Regions from separate parts of the Mus musculus genome. Here region 1 is linked to region 2. A link is a contact called in public Hi-C data. All regions are on one chromosome and are shown on one strand. The core of a region is the stretch at or near the end of the contact, and the rest is flanking DNA. Distances in the headings are between cores, read along the strand shown.

The links. A called contact is a pair of places that touch in the nucleus more often than the background predicts.
Region 1: a contact with region 2 is called in a Hi-C map of adipose-derived mesenchymal stem cells, with 4 times the contacts expected there. The contact joins two enhancer-like sites. A contact is called at or near these places in 3 of 484 Hi-C or Micro-C datasets (adipose-derived mesenchymal stem cells, forebrain and trophoblast stem cells) and 1 of 115 datasets of contacts at active chromatin or transcription factors (embryonic basal ganglia).

Annotation. Positions count from the first base shown.
Region 1 is chr2:116,816,673-116,820,188 of GRCm38.p6, forward strand. The region is part of intron 3 of Gm13990 (a long non-coding RNA gene); the gene reads right to left. Among named protein-coding and RNA genes, the nearest start is that of Gm13990, 60 kb to the right of the region's middle. Within about 2 kb of position 2,064, at least 7 of the 459 cell types and tissues checked have an H3K27ac peak or open chromatin away from gene starts, as enhancers often do. A contact at or near this core is called in adipose-derived mesenchymal stem cells, where this site is marked.
Region 2 is chr2:116,416,330-116,419,595 of GRCm38.p6, forward strand. No RefSeq gene overlaps it. Among named protein-coding and RNA genes, the nearest start is that of 2810405F15Rik, 340 kb to the left of the region's middle. Within about 2 kb of position 1,637, at least 29 of the 459 cell types and tissues checked have an H3K27ac peak or open chromatin away from gene starts, as enhancers often do. A contact at or near this core is called in adipose-derived mesenchymal stem cells, where this site is marked.

The DNA.
Region 1 (3,516 bases), core at 814-3,313, 400 kb after region 2:
TCATTTGTGGCTAGAACACTCCTTCTGTGAGGATGCTGATGAAGACCTACAGGCATCCCCCTCCTGGGGAATCCTTCCATCACCACTGAACAATACTACAGTAGGATAAGCTGTCTCCTGGAATTCTGAATGGCACATACCGGCCATGCCCTCCGAAGTTCTAAAGGAGGGTAAAGATGGAGGGTCATCAGTAGGCTGCCAACACTTTCTAATAAATGATTTTCATCTCCCAAAGATTCCTTTGGTATGGATGGCTACAAGATAATACAATTTGACTATGATTCACTTAAGCTACTTTGAATAAGACCTATGTTGCATATAATGTAAATCATACTTGGTGGTAAAATTCATCAGAAAGGTCACACCTAATCCTACCGGAATGCCATTTGTAAATAATATCTCCAGCTGGAGGACAGAGGGAGAACTAAGTATATCTCCCTGCCTGCTGCCTTGTCAAGGTAACAGAATCACCAGACAGGGGTTAATAAAAATTCAGAATGGCAACTGCCTATGTCCTGACAAACCCTGATGTCTGTGGACCTTAGTCACTTCTAAGATTTAAAATTAAAAAAAAAAAAAAAAGTCCTGCGTCTCTCCCCTCTCCTGCAATGATGTGTCTCCCCTGTGTGAATTTGAATAAGACCATATGGGACATAGCTGATAGACTGACAGACGGGCGTTTCTTCAGAATGTGCTTCAGCCAGCACCCAGCCGTATTTTGCTATCACAGGAAAGACAAAAACAGGACCGTTTTCATCAGTTTGACCGACTGGGAAAACACAAGGATTATTTGTGGTTACTTAAATATTTAACCAGCACATTACCATTTCAAATGTAAAAGATTGAAATAACTTTATAAAAGAAACCCTGTATGGTTTCTCTGATTATCCCCCAAGAAAACAAAGTCCAACAAAAAGATCCTTTTGTTGTTGATGCCATTCTTGGTCCAGCGCAAAGCACTGTCTCTTTCAACTCAGCATTGGCTGACTTTCCTCCTGAAGACAAGTTCCGATACAAAGCATCGTCCCCTGCGGCTTCCTACTCCGTCCTCTCTGTAATGATGAAATGCTAGCTACTGTTTACAGAGAATTCATCTGGAATATGAATTATGAGAAAGGAGTAGTAAGTGTGTTACAAGAAAGGAGTATTGAATTCCTCTTCTCATTTGGTAAGGAACTCCCTGATTCCGGGCACTTCCTTCTTTCACTGAAACTGGGAAGTCGGATTGTGAGAACCTCCAAGTGCTGACCCCATTCACGAAGGAAACACTGCTGTCAGTGTAGCCCGCTGGGCCCAGATCTACACACACACACACCCAGTCCCTTATCCCCTTTCTACTTTGCCGTTTTCGTTTTCCAGCTTCTACTATGAACTGTAAACTCCCAACAGCACCTCACAGTTCTCCTAAAAATAATGATGCTTTTGAATGTGATCGTTACATAAACAAATCAAAAAAGAGCAAAGTGACAGTCTTGAGTCACTTCGACTAGGTGGCAGATAATGATCCCTCATCCTCTAAATATGTAATTATTTGAAGTTTGGAGGAAATTGTACTGTATACTTTGAGGGGGTTTTTTTCCTTATGTAAAATTCTGCCTCTTAACGGTGATATTTATTAAAATTCCGCTCATATTTAGATAGAGTGAACAAATATGAAACCAGTAATCCTGCACAAGGTTTAGTCTGAACATGTGCCTGTTTGTATCTTGAAGTTAAAAAAAAAAAAAACTGGTCTAAATTTTCCTAATGAACCTAATTCTGTTATCTGGTCACTTATTACCATCTCTTGAGGAAAATTTGAACGTATAAGATAACCAGAGGATGAAGGAGGCTTGTTTTGCACTTGCCTATTTAGTGTACATGCCTGCTCCATCTGAACTTTCCAGTGGGTTTGGGAGGTCTGTCGGTCACCCAGCCAGGCTAGTTCAAAGGAAGCAAGAAGCCCTTGCATCCAAATGAAATCTATATTTGGTGATTCTTAAAATATCATTTCCCATGGCTTTGTGGGGCATACTGCTTGCTCAAATAATGCACATGCCTTTCCAGTGAGACACTTTGTTGAAATGGGAGCTAGGGTCACTCTGTGTTCAGCTTACACACTGCACACATAGGAAGAGTAATGCAGACAGAACCCTGTCGTTGAAAGCATTTTTACCAAGGGGGTTGGGGAGAGAAACCCTTTAAGCACTGGTGCTGAGCACTTTGTTGAACCAGGTGGGACAGCTACATGAATAGAACCTCTTCAGACCTAGACCCTAGGCCCAGCACACCTGGCCTGTGTTTGGAAAAGAAAGTCTCTCTTGTTTGGCTACACTGTAGTCAGCTACAAAAAGCCTAGACAGCCTTAATTTAACCATTAAGAATGGAGGCCCATATTTAAGAGTCATCAGCAATAAAGGAAAATACACTGGATCATTTCAAGTGCATGCTAATCATTTAATGTAATAAATGGAGCAACCCTAATTATCTCCCGAGGAAATGATTTCACACTAAAACAATGGGAACGAAGAGGTTACTTCAGGAGCATAACACACAGCTGAAAATCACTCATGTGAATCTGGAGCCTTCTCGTGCATTTGGCAGGGGGAGAGAGAGAGACAGAGAGAGAGAGAGAGAGAGAGAGAGAGAGAGAGAGAGAGAGAGAGAGAGAGGCAGAGGCAGAGAGACAGAGAGACAGAGACAGAGACAGAGACCTGATTCCATGGGATGTAGCAAATGAGGTTAAAGCTATTTAACACCCGCTATGCCACGCTCTTGTTTTCTAACCCCAAGCAAAGCTCCCACCAGGCTGAAGATCAGGGTCCCGTCACAGCAGCTTTGAAAGCGGCTCCCTATTAAAGAGGGGATCTGACACCAATGCAGCACAGCAGATAAATTAGTCTGCAGCCCCGTTCACCGTAGCTTCGTGGTTCCCCCAGCTTCAGTTCCCCACAGATGATCCAGTTGCCACCCACGCAAGCCGCTATAAGAGGATTTCCATCAACATCCTTAAAACCGATTTTGGATTTTTGTCTTTAGTTTTCAATGTTTCAATCGTCCATGACCCAGCCTTTTTTAAAAAAAAAAATCCAGATGTGCATTGTTTTATTTTGCTTATTACGACTGAAAATGTGTCTCACCTTTTTTGTTGTATCATAAAATTAAGTTCTTTAAAACATTTAATGGAAGATTTACAGAAGAATAAAATGTCCGTGCTTTTGTTGGTTCAAGATCTTGCAAACCCTTTCACCACAAAGTTTAGAATTATTTCCCAAATGCCATATTTCTGTTGCTTCACTACTCTGCTGATTGCCATGAAAGCACACCACGAAGTCAACACTCTCTTTTTAAGCATATAAAAAGCATATTAAATAGCTTAGCTACAAGGGTGGGCATACATTCCTTCAACCCAGGTAACAAAAATCATTTTAGCATCCTTCAGATCACTCCTTTCAATAGATCCAACCCTAAATAACAACAAAAGAAGGGGGAAAGATAATATGGACTTGATTTTTGAATAGTTCTTCCCTCAATTTC
Region 2 (3,266 bases), core at 387-2,886:
CCAATTTAAAATGTGCAGATGATAGCAATGGCTACTTCAGCAAAAACATAAACAAACAGGCAATGAACTCACAAACAGCTCTCCAGTCTTTAGAGAAAGGTAAATTTAAGCTGTGTGATATGACCTCATGCCCACAACAAGAGCTGCAATTGAAAGGAAAGGATAGCCAATCAGAGCAGTTTGTAAGTCCATAGAGCAAGGAAAACCTCAATCTTTGTTTCTAGAATGGTAGAATGGTATGGCCACTTTGAAAAATAATACAACACTTAAAAACTGTGATCCCAGATAGACAAGCAAGCAGACCCACTGCTACATATCTGACTGATGGGAGCGTAACTGCACAGAGACCTACAGAAAAGTACCACCTTGTACATTTAAATAGGTAAATCCTACCATTGCCAACTATACTTCAGTAAAGCTTTCTGTTTAAAAAATAAATGAAAAGGAGATGCATGGAAGACATAGAAGTGATCAGAATATCCTGGAGTTAATTTGGACAGATTAGATCTCACAGATAAACAGAGCTGGCATGGTTGAAGACATAGCAATAGACATGGTTTACAGTAAATCGCAGTGAAAATGAGGTATTTTCAATATAGCAAACAGTATAATATAGTGTATGTAATATAAGGCAACTTAAAGCTCCTTCATATATGTGTAACTTCAGCTCACAAAGAAAAAACACCAAGAGCAGTAGAAAAGATGGCTGAAAATTGCAAGGCCATGGATTTAAAAGTTGATGTTGCTATTATCTGTTTACCCAAGTTCTCTCCTGAACTGGGACATTATAGGTGAGCATTTTCCAGTACCAAACCCAACCTCTGCTCTCTCAACAATCCCCTAGCATGCAAGTCCTATGTCACTCTCCAGGGAGCGCCTTCTGCTCCAGGGGGAGGAAAGGAATGGTCATAACAATGAATAGTGCGGAGTATCAGGAAGAAAGGGACAAAGATCGAGGCTCTGAGAAACCCCACTGAGGTTCTCTGTCCAGCACATGCTGGCTTTCCAAACAAAACAAAACAAAACAAAACAAAACAAAACAAAACAAACCATCTTGGAAGTGGGAACTGGGGAGAGAGCTCAGTCTGTAAAATGCTTGCCATTCCAGACTTGGGGTCCCTAGGATCCCTTGGAAAAGCTAAATTGATAGTGTGCACATTTGTCATCCCAGGAGAATTCCCATGGGCTAATTCAATCCTTCCCTCCTCCCAGACACTAAGATTAGGAAGAGCCAGGCTGCGGCTATGTAAATTTCATAACCAAGACCTGGATCCAGCTCTCTTGGAGACAGTGGAAGCAGCCTGGAAATTCTCCTTTACAAAACAACCACTGGGGCGTTTTCCTCGTGAATCTAGCTCCTCTCTCTTCCGTTCTGTAGTAAGCGGGCACGCCCTTCTTTGAGCCTTTTAACTGGAATGTGATGGCAATTACATTATCTTTGGATAATCTCATGGCAGGAAATCATTGTGTTTTAGGTCTTCTCTTTGTGGGATTTATTTCTGGTGATTCCCTTTCTTTTCAATACTGAACTGTTATTTCTCAATATTAGAAAGTACTTTATGAAACATAGTCTTATGAGTCACGGTGAACCTATAAGAACATTCAGCACTCTCTCTGAGTCACCAGGAAGTTTCCGTCATAACAGCCAAAAAGTCTTCCGGTTTATCAGGACTGCATTCACTGGCGTCCCAGGAATGTGGGCAAACCTTATTAAAGGCTTACTCTCCGCTTCCCCCAACCCCAACCCCCTCATGGGAGTAGGAAGCGATGGCTGCCAATTATTCCTGTCAAGTTTTCTATGACAATTCCTTCCCCGCTATCTTACATTGCTAATTATATTACATTGAAACAACTCAGAGTTATTATTTTTTAAAGCAATCCACTTAAAGTCTAAACAGAGAACAGTGCCCGCTTTCCTCTTCATGGACTCAGCCAAGCACTTCTGCATTCAGTAACTCCACACGTGACCCAGTTCTTCCTTGCCAAGTGTTGCTTGGTTTAAGCATCCTTCCAGAGCTGTTGAGACTCCTCTTTGGGCTTCACCAGTCTGCCTCCTGACACCAACCTGTGATGATTGGCTGAGAGTCTCAGGAAAAAAATCTTTAGGGTCACAGTTTTCCTGTTCTCGATCTTCCCATAGCTCCGTACTGCTCACTGTTAGAATATTGCTAGGCTTCTATGCATACAACCAGTAAGAGTACAATCCACACCCTGTAATAGAAAAGATATCGCGAGCTCCTCACTTGGCCTTTTCATGTTTAATACTACATCTTAGAGAGGAAGGTGCTATTTTCTATTTGGACTGTGAACTGAAGCCAATGACTGCTCCTGTGCGTCCTTGCGCCGCCTTGGGCACTATGCAATGCTGTTCTGTGCTCTGCAGTCACTCTCTGTGGGCCTCAAGCCATGTTAGCAAGAGTCATCAATGTGAAAAACTTCCAAGTGATTTCAGTCCAGAGTAACTAAGTTTAGCAAAAGACTAGAACGTCAAAATCAACACTGGTGTTGTTAGAGCAGGAAAAAGTTATAGAAACCTTTCTCCTGCTGATGCTGGGCACAAAGCCTGAAATTCAAAATCTACTTTTGGATAATCTGTTTTTAATTTTTTTCCTCAGAAATAATAACCTAGCAAGAACAAAAATCTAAATTTGCCAACTGAATTTTTTTGCAAGAAAAAGAGAAACAGATCTTGGAAACATAGCTTTGTTAGCTTCGTATCTTTAATCTTTTACTAATTCTTCTAGTTTTTTTTTCTTTAAAAATTATCACAGCCCCTCTTCCTGAAAAAGAGCTCCTCTCCTCAGAAGCCTTAGACAGCTGGAAATATAAGAGAATCTGCATCCACAAATTCTTCCAAAATTTTTCTGATTTTCTGAACTCCCACAATTTTCTGATTATAAAATCCATCATTCCCTGGCTCAAGGGCCCTCTGAGTCAACACAAATTCCATAATTTCTAGAACCTTTCAAGAACTCTTATTTTAGAAAACATGACACAATTTAGTAGGTCTCTTTCAGCAATAATGAAATGTCAAGTATTTCCTTTTCTACTAGAAAAAAAAAAAGCTAGAAACAAAAATGAGTTCCAGCTTAACTAGAAATCAGGGTAAAGAAAACTTTCAATGGGAGAAAAAAATACATTTTACATAATAATAATAATAATAATATACATTTTACATACATACATACATACATACATACATACATACATACATACATATGTACGTACATACATACATTCTCACACCATCCTGCATTTGCTTTGCT